3 separate regions of the Sus scrofa genome follow, and all the other regions are linked to region 1. The links are chromatin contacts, called in public HiChIP or PLAC-seq maps. All regions are on one chromosome and are shown on one strand. The core of a region is the stretch at or near the end of the contact, and the rest is flanking DNA. Distances in the headings are between cores, read along the strand shown. Region 1 has its middle 55 kb from the start of FAM98B. Region 2 has its middle 130 kb from the start of TMCO5A. Region 3 has its middle 170 kb from the start of SPRED1.

Region 1 (4,831 bases), core at 995-3,494:
AATGAACTTGAGGACATCATGCTAAGTAAAATAAACAATCCAGAAGGAGGACAATTACTCTTTGATTTCACTTACATGAGGTACCTGTAGTAGACAAGTTCACACACACAGAGTAGAATGGTGGCTGCTAGAGGCTGAAGGTGAAGGAGAATGGGGAATTATTCCTTGATGGGTAGAGAGTTTCAATTTTGCAAGACAAAAGGAGTTCTGGAGATAGATGGTGCATAAAATGTGGGTGTACTTAATGCCACTAAATCATACACTTGAAAATAGTTAAGATGGTAAGATTTATCTTTTTCTTTTTGTCTTTTGTCTTTTTAGGGCCACACCACATATGGAGGTTCCCAGGCTAGGGGTCTAATCAGAGTTTCAGCTGCCGGCCTACGTCACAGCCACAGCAACACCAGATCCCAGCTGCGTCTTCGACCTATACCACGGCTCATGGCAACGCGGGATCCTCAACCCACTGAGCAAGGCCAGGGATCAAACCTGCAACCTCATGGTTCCTAGTCGGATTCATTTCTGCTGCGCCATGATGGGAACTCCAAGTTGGTAAATTTTATATTATGTCTATTTATCATGATTTTAAAAACAAACAAAGGGAATAGGTTGAGCCCAAGTAGGAGAAAAGTAGTGGGACTTGAGTTTATTCTGCAACTCATCAGCATCCACCTGGGCAAATTTAATCTTGTTTGGTTCTTGACCTTGGAAATCATTTTTTTTTTTTGGTCTTTTTATTTTTTTTTTTTTCTCTTTTAGGGCCACACCCTCGGCATATGGAGGCTACCAGGCTAGGGGTCAAATTGGAGCTGTAGCTGCCAGCCTACACCACAGCCAGAGAACACAGGATCTGAGCCACCTCTGCAACCTACACCACAGCTCACGGCAATGCTGGATCCTTAACCCACTGAGTGAGGCCAGGGATCAAACCCCCATCCTCATGGATACTAGTTGGTTTCGTTACCGCTGAGCGCGACTAGTACTCCCAGGGGGAGACAAATTTAACAATGATTTTTTTAAAAGATAGAGGTGGAAGGTGCATAAAAGTTAAAGGAGAAAATGTGTAGAATATGGGAGAGGGGCTGACCTATTGAAGGAGAGAGGAGCAGCTCAAAAAAAGTGGGACGAAGTGTTTGATCACATATGAAATTCTGAGGGACAAGCATACAAACTGTTAACACCCACCTTGTGACTACACATCTGGAAAGTCAAGGTACAAACCAGAGGGACTTGAAGGTTGACTGGAGAAAGCTTTAGTGGAAATATGAGGATTTGGATCTTTGCCACGGGAGAGGTTCAAGGGATGAGTAAAGAGAGGATCTCGGAGCAATGCTCCGTCACACAAGCAGAATGACACCTAAGCTCTCCTGGAGAGAGTTCCGTCTTGAATATCATACCAGAGAGATAAACCACAACCTCCACTGATGCTTAGCTACTGTCTGACCAAACAGGAAGCTTGTCCTAAAGTCTACAGAATTCAAACTGTTTATGGAAGGTACAAGTCTTGCCAGCACACAATGAGTCAGCCTCCATTAACCAGAAGAGTGAGTTAGGGCAACCACTTTGGGCAATATGTTATTTTGGAAGTGAGGATTTCTTTTACAACATCTGAGCCTGGGAACATGGAGTGCTTTATATAAAACAGAAAATAAATAAAGATTTCAAGGAATTCCTCTCCCACATGACCAATTCAAAAACCCAAGCTGACAAACCCAAGTACTAAATAGATTCAATGAGCATGCATTACTCCAACTTTAAAAATACAATACACATGAAGCTGTTTTAGAAGTATTTTCTCCTAAAAAGGGAAGTCACTGAAATAGAGACAACTGGCCACAATAATTTGGTTTTTATCAAGCGTGGGCTTTCAAATGACATCAAAAAGGACCAGAAAGAATGGGTCTTTTTTTGGTAGGAGGACTAGGGATCATTAGTTTGGTGTAATGTTAGGAAGCAATGTCAGTCCTATTCAAAATCATTTATAATAGTTTAGAGTTAGTGAGTAAACTATTTAAGAGTAATTCGTTTTTAATTTGGGGAGGAGGAGCTAAATACCACATTGTGTCTTGTGTGCTATTACAGTGTTCATTTGTGGCTATTACTTGTCCCCTATTATCCATTTTCTTCTCATTCCATCATAAAAATCCATGATTTTCAACTGAGCCCATAGCTGCTTGGAAGACATTCCTATGGCCCCTTGCAGTTAGGTGTGGTCATGTGGCTAATTCTGGCTGATGCAAAGAGGAAGTGCTGTGTGCAAATTTCGAGCACATTCTTAAACAAAGGAGGCATGTTCTTCTTTTCCCTCTTCCTCCTTTCTGTAGCTGGGAATTCAGATGTAGTGATTACAGTTCTAGCAATCAGAGCCATAGGGACCTTGAGAATGGAAGGCATGCACCCAGGTCTTAGACACTGTGCAGCACCCAAACTGTCTTGGATCAACAACCTCTGCATTTCACAATACATGCAAATCCAACCATCATGCTGTACACCTTATACAGTGATGTATGTCAATTATTCCTCAATAAAACTAGAGGGAAAAAAGAATGTAGCCACAGACAATATGCAAAGAAATGAGCATGTCTGTGTTCCAACAAAAGTGTATTTACTTACTACATTATTGATGACTTTATATATTCATGTATGTATTTATAGGTGTGGGTGGGCCTGATTCATTCGGCTCCTGAACTGTAGTTTGCCAAACAGTTTGACAACCTCTGGTCTTAAAGAACTGAGTCTTCAGACTCTAAATCCTGTCCTCTGTTCTCTGGGCTAAGTAAAAAGTAAATTAGGAGTTCCCATCGTGGCGCAGTGGTTAACGAATCCGACTAGGAACCATGAGGTTGAGGGTTCGGTCCCTGCCCTTGTTCAGTGGGTTAACGATCCGGCGTTGCCGTGAGCTGTGGTGTAGGTCACAGGCGCGGCTCGGATCCCATGTTGCTGTGGCTCTGGCGTAGGCTGGTGGCTACAGCTCCGATTCGACCCCTAGCCTGGGAACCTCCATATGCAGCGGGAGCGGCCCAAGAAATAGCAAAAAGAAAAAAAAAAGTAAATTAAAATATATATATATAAACTCTGGAAGTCTCCATACTAATTGGCTTGTGCTCACAAAAGAGGATTCAAAAGGAACAAAAGCACCACCCTTGAACCAGAGCCTCCCTGCCTCACCCTTCCTTGCAGGGCCATCTGGATCTGGTGAGAGGGGTGTGGCATCTTTAGCTCACTCTGCTCTGTGACATCAGTACCATTAAAATAGCACATCTAAACTATCAATACACATGACAGTTGAAAAGGGGGTGGAGGGAGGAAGGAAAGATGTTTCTCAGAAACTCCTTTCAAAAGAAGACAATATCACCCAATGGTTCTGGACAGAATGGTTTTTAAGTCAGTCTTTTGGTTTTTATATACTCTGGAAGAAATCTAGTTAGCAAGTTAATTGACCAAAATAAATAAACATTAGTAAAGATAATGATTTTCAATATTTCATGAGCAGGTTCCTGGTGGGCATTCTGATGCAACATGTAATATCATATTGAATCCTGGCAAAATCCCAGTCTCTCCCAGAATGTATGGAGCCACTTCTTGAGGACTCAGAGAAAACTTGTAGCAGTTGGGTTAAGGAAGAAAACCGGACTGAAAGGACCACCAAACAGCTGATGTTCACCATTTTTTCCTCCCTGATATCCCCAGGGCCTGAACTCAAGGCAGCCTGGAACTCAGAAGTGGACACTGGCATGAATAGAGTTCCAGGAGAAGATGTCTAGATCTGGCTCTGGAGTAAAAAGGGAACTCCCAAAGCTCGGAGAGGATGCAGAGGTCCCCCTCCCTATATTTCCCATTCTCTTACATCTACAATCCCAGGGCAGTATGGCAGAGGCTGCAATTCAACAGGAGCCAGACTATCTAAGAATGGAGGCTTCCTGTCCAGTGGAGCTGTGATCCCAAGAGAGTGGGGAAAATCCAGCTACCTACTGTTTGTTATGTTTTTCTTCTGTCTCTCTCTAATCTTCTACCACTTGGCCTTGTAGACAGCAGACTGGGGCAACTAAAGCCACAGCATTCTGGCCAGAGGATGAAAGAGGAGAGCCCAGGGAACCAGAAATTACAGGAAAATTTCATGGAGGAACAAGCTCAGGGAAGTAAACCCATAACTTTTTGGGGAACTGCTGGACTCATATTCTTGTAATGTGCTCTTCTGGAGCTCCTAACAACCAAAGACCCTACCAACCAAAGGCCTACGCCAACCCACTTCCTGGGTTGCAGACTGACCACTAGGTGGTGCTCAAACAGGACTGGGCAGGCATGACCATAAAGAGAGCTGGAGCTAGCTTTTCCCTGTTTGGAACTGTTCTTTATTCTGACTGTGATGGTGGTAACACAAATCTATGTAGATATTAAAATTCATAACACTGTACACCAACTCCCCTTCCCCCACAAATCCTATTTTGTGTGATAATTGAAAAAAACAGAATCAACAACAACAAAAATCACAGTGAAATAGATAATCTCAAGTTTCTTAGATGCGTCAGAATTGACTCTAGCTTGGATAGAAAAGGTTTTAATTTGAAGACTATGACTGGCTCACAGAACTGACAAGAAGGGCAAAGAGCTAGGACTGGAAAAGTGATACCATAGAAGCCTCTGGTAGCCCTGGTTGTTCAGTGATATCTATCACAGCCACTCATGTTTGCCTGACCCCTTTGGCTTTTCATAGAGACACCTCGTTTGAGGAAGGGAAAAGCTCTAAACATGAGAGGTTCTTGGATGTCAGGTAGCAAAAATAACTAAATAAAATTCTTTTATTAGCCCCTCCTACAGATAACTGAGATGT
Region 2 (4,831 bases), core at 1,730-4,229, 380 kb after region 1:
GGTACTTTAGACTTTGAGGCCCAGGGGAGTATTTAGGCATGGTGTGGCCATGGAGCATCCTGCTAGATGATTGGCAACATATATCTGGAGCTTGGAGATGTTGGAACTTGATAGAAATATTTGGGAGCTGGCAGAATATGGATTGTTATGGAATTGTGGGTGTAGATGGACTCCACTAGGAAGATGAGGTGGAGTGAGCAGAGAAGAAGTTCTAAGAACAGAACCCCAGGGGTGGCTGGGGAGGTAAATCCAGAGAAGGAGGCAAAGGAGCAGCAGCCTCTTGGAGTGATTCAGATGATTTCATCTTGACATTTTAAAAGAATTTTATTCTTCTAAGTTGAAAGGCAAACTTAAGTTAATCCCCAAAGCACCATGATGGAGTTATAGTGCTCTCACCTGTGCTCAGTGTCCTATGTATGTAGACTCTTAGATATATCACTGGTCACTCTATGCTCACCAAGCTGTCTGAGACTTTGAGGTCTCTAGCATTCAATGTCCACATGAAACACAGTATTACATGGGGAGAAGCATTGTGTCTTTTGGAGGCATTAATATAATATTTAGACAAAGGATATTATGGGACTGAAGGGGAAATCCTTCAGATCTCAAACCCTCATATGCCTCTAGGCATCCATTGCCTTACCTGTAATATAGGATTACTACTATCATTGTTAGTTTATTGTAAGTATCAGGTAAAATAATAGGTGGGGAAGCACTTTAACAAAAATTAAATGTTCTATACAGATGCAATATATCAGGCTGATTATAAACACTTTAATATAGAATAGGATCAAATAGAAGCTCAGAGCTCTGAAAGGGCTTCAGTGATCATCTAATATGTCTCATTCATTTCCCAAATAAAGAAAGAGAAAATGCAGAAAGGGTAGAGATCTTTCCCCAAACTTTATCACTATTTAGTGGTCAAAAACCTAGGTTTGGGAGTTACCATCATGGCACAGCGGAAATGAATCTGACTGGTGTCCATGAGGACGCAGTTTCCATCCCTGGCCTCACTCAGTGGGTTAAGAATCTGGTGTGGCTGTGGCTGTGGTATAGCTCTGATTCGACCCCTAGCCTGGGAACCTCTATATGCCACTGGTGTGGCCCTAAAAAGACAAAACACAACAAAACAAAATAAACCTAGGTTCGTTGACTTAGTCCCCTTCTACTGTTCACAGCCCTTTGTGCTCAAGTGAGGATACTTGGTGTCCTTAGGGAGAGAAAGAGGAGGGAAAAGGAAGAGGAAGATAATCATATGAAAGTGTGACAGAAGAATCTGTTAGGAAAGTAAGGGAGATTGAGTTTTGTGATGTGGTTTCTTGACCTTGCTACTCTTGGTTTGCTGTGTATGCTTTGAATAATTGAAAGCATGGCTAGACACTGGGGCAATCCTATGGAACAATAAGGCATGATCCCCATGGGATTTTATGCCAGCATAAAAGAGATCAACAAGTAATTACAAATGTCCAATCAGTAAATGATTGTGTTAATAATTAAGTGAAGAGTTATTCTAGATTTTGAATTTTATGAGGTCAGGATAATGCTTGCTTTGCCCCTTTCACAGTATAGTGTTTGGTGACTAGTTGGTGATCCCCAAATAGTTACTGAATGATATGATGGATAGTGAAAGGTCTAAGAAGAAAAAAATTCCTGCTGTCCTGAAAGCATGTAAAAAATGGCCTATCTTGGTCTAGAGTGACAGCAAAATTTCCTGAGAAAATGCTGTTTAGGCTGATATATTAGACAATTGTCATGGCCAAGAAAGGCCAAGGAACAGCATGTGAGAAGACCCGCAGGCAAGAGGGAACCTATCATAGTTCAGGAAGGAGAGATATGTAGCAAGGGGCAGTGGGCACTGGTAGGGTTAGAGTATTGCATTAGTTGTTTGTTGCTGTGTAGCAAATGACTCTGGAACTTAGGGCCTTAAGACCACAAAATCTAATGATCTCATAGTTTCCATGTCAGGTATCAAGAAGTGGCTTAATTGTTGATTCTGGCTCAGGGTCTCTCATGGGGTTACAATAAAAATATTGATTGGGGCTGTAGTAATCTGAAGGATTGACTAGGATTGGAGTATTTGCTTCCAAGAGGTTCTTGCACTTGGTTATTGGCTGGAGTCTTCAATTCTTCTCTGGCTTTAGACCAGAAACGTTAGTTCTTTACTGCATGGGTCTTTCCTTAGAGTTGCTCAGGACATGGCACTTAACTCTCCCCAGAGTAAGTGAATTGCCAGAGAAATAGAGAGAGGCAGAAGATGCATGACCTTTATGATCTAGCCTCAAAAGTGGCATGTCTTCACTTGTACTGTATGGTCTTGGTCATACAAACTAATACTGATACACTGTGGGGGAGACTACAGAAGAATGTGAATACCAGAAGGCCAGGTTCATTGGGGCCATCTTGGGGGCTGGCTGCCATAAGGCTAGATGGAGTAGGGTTTTTAAGCCATATTAAGGCTTTTGGACTTTATTCTAAGAACAATGATAAGACTTGGAAGGGTTTTAAGCAGAGTCCAGCCATAAGACTTCTGTCCCTGAAGAGTGTAAGGAATGGCTAAGTAGAGGCATGACCTCATTCCTGCGGCATAGGTGTGCATTAGTTCATCCAGCCAGTATTTACTGGGGAGCTTGGATATGCCAGGATATGAAGGAGATGTGAGGGGTGTACAGGTGAGAAGACCTCCTCATAGTCTGACCTCTTGAAGCTTACAGTCCAAGGGGTGATACAAGTTAGTAAGAGAGCCGTTACACTCTACCATAATAACTTCTATAGCAGGATAAAGTACAGGTTTCTCTGAGAGCTCTTAGAAGAGCTCATAACTCATTTGAGAGAGTGAGGAAAGGACTTTTGGAGGAGGTGCCATCAAAGTAGGGACCTAAGGATGAGTAGGAAAAGGGTAATGTCCCACACATGGACATAGGCTAAGAAATGAGAAAGAGAATGGCCTGTTTGGGGAACCGAAAGTAATTCAGTGTGTCTGGAGTCTAGATTGGAGGTAGGTGTGGGCGGATGGGTGAGCAATACAAAGTCAGTGCTGTAAGTAGGGTCACATCAGGATGAGGTCTTTTTTCTTGTTAAGGAGTTTGGCCTTTATTTGGGGAGCAAGAGGAAGTTACCAAAGTCCTTTAAGAAGAGAATGCACACTTGAGGGTGATTAATCTGGTTGCAACATGGGGAATAATTTGAAAGCAAGTGTGGAGGCTGGAGGAGGTATTAATGGCCATGATAATAATACAGGTTTAAATTAATGGTGGCCTAAATAGGGTTGGTGAGAATTGGACTTGAGATATTTAGGAGGTTAAGTGGCTAGAATCTGAGGATTATTCATTGAAAGACAAGGAAGAGGAAGTCTAGGGTAAGGCCTAGACATGGCTTAATCATCTGTGTTCCAGGCAATGATCAAAACTGGCACAAAAGAAGGCAGGAAGGGGTATGATGACCAGAAATGAGGTACATGTTCTGGGCTGGGTCTTCCTGATCCAGTTACTGGGATTCAGCTACAGGGCTCAGTAAGCTTGACTTTTTTGGAAGTCTGCAAATTACATCACAGATCCTGAGAAGAGGGGAGCCTGCAGCTATGGAGTGGCTCCTTCTTACCAGGGAGGTTGGATGGCAGGAAATAAAATAATTCCTAAGAACAATAAAGATTTTTTTCATCTTGAGGACAAACCAGCAATGAACACTTGTATACCCCAGAAGACAGTGGAATGAATTCCAGGAGGTTTTATATGGTGGTAAAGGATATTTTACCTGTGATATTTTAACCAAAAATGTTCTATGGCAGCAAATTTGCCTCCAATAAGAAACTACATCTCCCCCATCATATAAAAAGCCTCTTGTTTATAAATACACACTAGTTACTCAATCCTTTTCTCTTTTAAGCTTCTCAGTTCTGAGAGAGTTGAATCAGCGATAAAGACCACTTTACAATACCTATTTCCTGAATTGCACTTCTTATGAATAGTGAACAATGGGTGTGTAGATACTATATATAAAACCGCAGGCCTAATTGACATTATGGGGTCAAGAGTTAAAATTATGTCAAACACAGAGAGCCTGGTAACTCTCCATTTGTCTCCTTCTTCTCTCCACTTTATCCCAGATCATTACCACTCCCACTGGTCCTTTTATACACCCAAGCTAGTCTGATTCATCTGCTTCTCTTTCCTCCTTTCCTCCTACAGATACTGCTAAAATTATTTTCTATTGAGTTATAACTGTATTTCTTTAGCATCCCAAGCTCCACCTTTAGCTTCCAGTGAGTATAGGCTTAAAGATAGGACTTCATTTTGGATGCTTTTTTTGACTTTCTTGTTAGTGTCAAACAATTCCTTTGCGGTCTATTCTGTGAGCTTATGAAAGAAGTTTTTAGAGTCCAGGAGGACCCACTACTTTGTACCGAGTGAGCTGGAGACCCTTTCCAGACAGCAAAAGCAGTTTGCTTGAGCTGTTTACTGCTCTGTTCCTTGCCTCTCACCTCTTTCTACTGTACTGTACATTCCGTCCCCTGCTGATTGTTAATGCTTGACTCTCTGCCCTTTTGGAAGAAACCATTTATGCAACCACAATTATCTTGACTAATTTTTCCCCCAAAAGTGATTCTGCTAACACACCCTGTGCTGTACTCTCTTCCAGAATATTTGCGTTTGAGACTATTCGTGGAGAGATTAACCTGTTAGCAAAAGTGAGATTGCACAGGTAGATGCATTTGCTGACAATTATTGAATGGAACATCAGCACTGGCTGAGCAGTCACTTAAGTCAGAGGCTTATCCCTTGTGGCAGCTGTCATATAATGAGGCTTGAAACAGGCTGAATTAATGTGGAGCTAG
Region 3 (4,831 bases), core at 1,280-3,779, 310 kb after region 1:
TCCATGTTGGTATCCAAGATTTCCATCAGAAAAACAGAGCTTCCTATTATAGGTCAGGTAAACTATGTCCTGTCCACAAGGCAAAGTGAGGGTTGTTGGTTCTTAGCATTCCATACTTAAAATATCAGTCTGTGGAGAGGAGCTTATGGAAGCGAGCATTCCTCTGGGTTTCAAGAGTCAATACCATTACAAATAAAGAGGTGATAGAATGCACAGTTTTCCTCTTCTGCCTTACTTTGGCAGGACTGGCCTAAGTGGAATTTCAAGTGACCTAATCACTTGATAAAGATTTTTAGCAAACAAATCTTTAGCTAAGTTTTGAGAAAGCACAGAGTTAAGGTGAGATATGCACGCCTTGGTAGGATGTATTTGGGAGAAACCCAGGAAGGCTTCCTTATCCCAAAATATCTTCCCCACCAGCAACATACCTTTAGTTCCTTAATTAGAGATTCAGTTTTTGTTTAAAGAACTACCCCATTAACACATAAATAGTCCTGGGTAGTTAACTATGAAATTAATATCTAGCTAACCCAGGGCCTCTCCAAAGAAATCATTCAAGGACTATGGGGGCTCTTTTAAATCACACACTTCATCCTCCTTAAAATTCTGATATAGTTCCTCTCCTCTCCCTTTTCCCCGCTATATCATATCTCCTAGGTATGATATGGGTTGAGGACAATAAGATTGAGAATTACTGATGTAACTCATGGTGTGATTTTCTAGAAATGCTTTCTTCACTTACAGCTGACTAAACCTTGAGGTGGAGAAGGGGGGAAGAAGGTAAAATCGTGACACTAGGAGGGGTAATTTTGAAGGAAGTGTTTTGAAGATCTTTATGGTGGGCAGACATGGGGGATACTGCAGGCAAGTTCCTAAACCATTTTATGTCGGTTTGGGGGTCTCCAGGGTACAGACATGGAAGTACAATTTCCTCCCAGCAGTAGGAGAATGGGAGAAGTTTAGAAAGAGAAGAATAATCAGATCTGAAGATATGTTTAGGATACTTAACAATTTTGCCTGGGGTTCTTCCTGCTTCTAGATGAATGGAAAGGACAGCCTATTTGAGGGCTGGCACAGATTTGTTCTGCTCTTGAAATTTATTTTCCTTCCTGGATTTTGCAAAAGGAGCATGCTGGACACTCTCAGGCAAATGGTTTTGATATTTGCTAATGGAATTCACCCACGTAAATCAAGTTGTATTCTCAGTATCTTCTCCCTGAATCCAGGCATTCTGCTGTTGTATTTGAGTGTGGGGAAACTTGAACTTGTCCGTATAATGGATTTGAGAAGATCTCATGCAGCACTCCATGGTGCTCTCGGAAGATTTGTGTTACCCCAAGAATGGTCCTATCTTAAATTCATATTTTCTGAAGTAGGACTTTAAAGAAGCTTCAGAAAGTGGTGAACTGGAGAGGATCCACAGAGTCAATGAACAAGTGTTCAAACAGTCGCTTAATGACTGTTAAACTAGTGGAAACTGACAACCATTTCTCTACAGTGGTTTTTAATTCCAGCTGATCATCAGAATTGACTATGAACCCTTAAAAAAATAAAAGTATAAAAAGAAGGAATGTTTATGGTAAACAAAGTTATAAAAGGCTATGACTGTATAAAATAAGTGTCCCCCTCCTTTCTCCCATCCCATGTATCTGGAGACTTAGATGTAACTATTGTTAACTATACATTTCCTTCAGAAATTTTCTGTTATGAACAGAGTAGATAGATTCATACTTTTTCTAACTATATAAATGATATGCTCTTCATATTATTCTGCATCTTATTTTTCACTTTAGCAATTAATAAATATAGCCCTATTTTATCTTTTTAATATCTCATAGTCTGAATTGAAGAAAGCTATTATGGCTTTGATTATCTTTTCATGCTGGAGATGTGTGGTAGAGATAAGGGCATATAAGCCTTTGAGTTCTCTGACATTACCTGAGGATTTTTAAAACAAAGATTTCTGGCCACACCCTCCATATCCACCCAAAGATTCTGATTCAGGAACTTCCTGATGGAGAAATCTTTAAGAAGAAATGTATCTTTTTATTTTACGTGTGTATCCAGGAAGGCATCTATGATGCTTTATAAACCAAATGAAACTGTACCGGGCAGTTATACAGCTATTTGTTTTTCCCCATGGTGGATCACAGGAGTACACACTCTGAATGCAGTCCCTCTCATATCTTTTTTTTTTTTTTTTTTTTAATGGTTGGGTTTAAACGAGGGAAGATTTACTGAATGGTGAGGAAGTGGCTAAGGACTCTTAAACTTCCTCCTTGTGCAGGCAACCAACCTCTTTCTGTGTTCTTTTGCAATCCCTGGAGTAGTATCTCCATGTGACTAGCATTTTACTGCTTCTGTTCTTCTTACCTGTCCTCCTCTCCTTGCCAATCTCTTCTTACTTGAAGAGAGAACTCTTAAATCCTTGAGCCCTTCGGTCCACCAAAGAGATAGACTGAGATAAGCTGTTAGAGAGACTGCTTTATAGGCTGTTTCAGTTCAGGGGGATTAAACAGGATGACCTCACTGAAAAAGAAACCACACTTACCATCTTTAAATGAGGCTGCTCTTAACTGGGTCACTGTGAGATGCAGCACATACTTCTTATTTCAAATGAAGGTGGTGGGTGGCCAGCATGGGTTGTCACTGAGATAGTTTAAATGTCTTTGTTTTTCAGAGACGAACCGACACCTTACAGTGTGAGCAGAATAGGGAAATATGTAATAGGTTGTCTGGCGTCCAGCCCCAAACCTTGAATCCTATCGCTGGAACTTCTGCTGAAACTGATAGTCTTTCTCTGCTTTTCTTGGCAAGTGAAGTGAGAAATTTGTGGAACACCGTTCTTCTGAATACAGACTCCATCCATCTTTCAACTACATTTATTCTGAATTAGGGATATCAACTGAATACAGTACAGAGTAAGAGTGTCCTTTAAGCATGTCCTTCAAGTCAGAAAGACCAGATCACCACTTCCAGCTTTACACTCAGGGTTGTTGTGGGAATTCTTTATATAAGAATTTATTGTACTTGGATAATAGAAATACTTAATATATTTTAAATTTTTGTTAGCTTTTCCCCTGAAATGGAAACTGCCTCTGTTAATAGTCAACGCAAAGAACTCTGGGGCATGTCCTAAAATAGGTGGTCCAAATGTAAACCCAACCAAGACATCTAGAAGTACTTTTTTCCAAATCTCTTTGACTCTATGAGTGATCCTAACTTTCAGTAGCTTGCTCTCTCTGTTTTCTAAAGGGGAAATAGATTTTGCCAACATTAGGAAGTCATCATTATTAATAGTCATTGCTTGGAGCTTTCCCCCTGGCCAAATCACTGACTCAATACTTCTTGTTTTAGAAAAAGGAAGTAGCTGAAATGCACCTGTTAATGAGACAAAAGTGACACAGTGTGTGCATTTGCTTGTACTGGAGAGCTAAATCCCATCCTTGACACGGATATGGAAACCCCCATATAGAAAGATGAGGCTCACAGGATATCAATTTTCCTAAAATTTATTTTCTCTTAGCTATGGGTTTTTACTTTTGCCTTGAAGAAGCATTCGGTAAACAAATGAACTGTTTTTATAATGAATAGATTTATTTCCCATAAGTTTCCTTTTTTTTTTTCTTTTTGCTGCACTCTCGACAGCTGCCAGCCTACACCACAGCCACAGCAATGCAGGATCCAAGTCCTGCCTGTGACCGACACCACAGCTCAGGGCTACACCAGATCCTTAACGCACTGAGCGAGGCCAGGGATAGAACCCGCAACTGCATGGTTCCTAGTCAGGCTCATTTCCGCTGCACCATGATGGGAACTCCTATTTCCCATAGGTTTCTTTTCTTTTGTCTTTTTGCCCTTTTATGGCCACGCCTGTGGCATATGGAGGTTCCCAAGCTAGGGGTCTAATCGGAGCTGTAGCTGCTGGCCTACACCACAGCCACAGCAACGCCAAATCTGAGCCGTGTCTGCGACCTACACCACAGCTCATGGCAACGCTGGATCCTTAACCCACTGAGCAAGGCCAGGGATCAAACCCACAACCTCATGGTTCCTAGTTGGATTCGTTAACCACTGCGCCACAACGGGAACTCCTCCTTCCTATAGCTTTCTTGATAATAAAAATTAATAACTGGAATAGTCATAAATTTAGTCATGAAGTTCTTCAGTGTTACATCAAGTTATGCATTGAAGAGGTTGAAAGAGAATTTTGTAAGATGAATGCATGTTTTTGTAAGATGAATGCTCAGACCTGTTTCTGAGCATGGCCTTTTCTGATCCAGCAGGGCGACCTGTAGCTTCAAAGAAAGGCATCTTAACAAGGCAGGTCACTTCTCTTTTACTTATTTGATCAAGTGTATCATTACAACACATTTATTAGATGCCTTCTATGTGCCAGACTTCTTGCCTGAAGGCAAGGATGTACTACAGGGAAAAACATAATCTAAAGAGATAGAATAGGACAAAGTCTATAGTAAAGGTAAGAGCTGTGAACTGTAGGAATGGAGGAAGCAGTGACTATTTGCCTGTGGTCCAGGAAGGCTTCTGGAAGATCCAGAGGAAGTGACTCCATTCTAAGACGAAACAGTACACTTTATGCTATGACATCAGCCATTTTCTGGATTCTGATTCATGAAGGATCCAGCTCTTGCTTGTGATCATTTTCATTGGTGGATCAGTCCACCTGAAGATTATATTCCATTAATATTCTATTCTGTATATTGTTAGAGTCTGGTCTAGGATTATGTGCCGGGCCCATTATAGTCCCCAGTCAGGGTTAGCCGAAATAACAAAGCTCATGGCTTCAGTAAACTTCCAGTCTCATTCCTTT

The links. HiChIP or PLAC-seq counts read pairs in DNA pulled down with a chosen protein or histone mark.
Region 2: an H3K27ac HiChIP or PLAC-seq map of alveolar macrophages shows a contact between it and region 1. The contact joins two enhancer-like sites. A contact is called at or near these places in 2 of 47 Hi-C or Micro-C datasets (embryonic fibroblasts and heart right ventricle) and 2 of 2 datasets of contacts at active chromatin or transcription factors (alveolar macrophages and skeletal muscle).
Region 3: a contact with region 1 is called in an H3K27ac HiChIP or PLAC-seq map of alveolar macrophages. The contact joins two enhancer-like sites. A contact is called at or near these places in 2 of 2 datasets of contacts at active chromatin or transcription factors (alveolar macrophages and skeletal muscle).

Annotation. Positions count from the first base shown.
Region 1 is chr1:132,871,552-132,876,382 of Sscrofa11.1, forward strand. No RefSeq gene overlaps it. Among named protein-coding and RNA genes, the nearest start is that of FAM98B, 55 kb to the left of the region's middle. Within about 2 kb of position 2,245, at least 8 of the 83 cell types and tissues checked have an H3K27ac peak or open chromatin away from gene starts, as enhancers often do. A contact at or near this core is called in alveolar macrophages, where this site is marked.
Region 2 is chr1:133,249,047-133,253,877 of Sscrofa11.1, forward strand. No RefSeq gene overlaps it. Among named protein-coding and RNA genes, the nearest start is that of TMCO5A, 130 kb to the right of the region's middle. Within about 2 kb of position 2,980, at least 4 of the 83 cell types and tissues checked have an H3K27ac peak or open chromatin away from gene starts, as enhancers often do. A contact at or near this core is called in alveolar macrophages, where this site is marked.
Region 3 is chr1:133,184,947-133,189,777 of Sscrofa11.1, forward strand. No RefSeq gene overlaps it. Among named protein-coding and RNA genes, the nearest start is that of SPRED1, 170 kb to the left of the region's middle. Within about 2 kb of position 2,530, at least 4 of the 83 cell types and tissues checked have an H3K27ac peak or open chromatin away from gene starts, as enhancers often do. A contact at or near this core is called in alveolar macrophages, where this site is marked.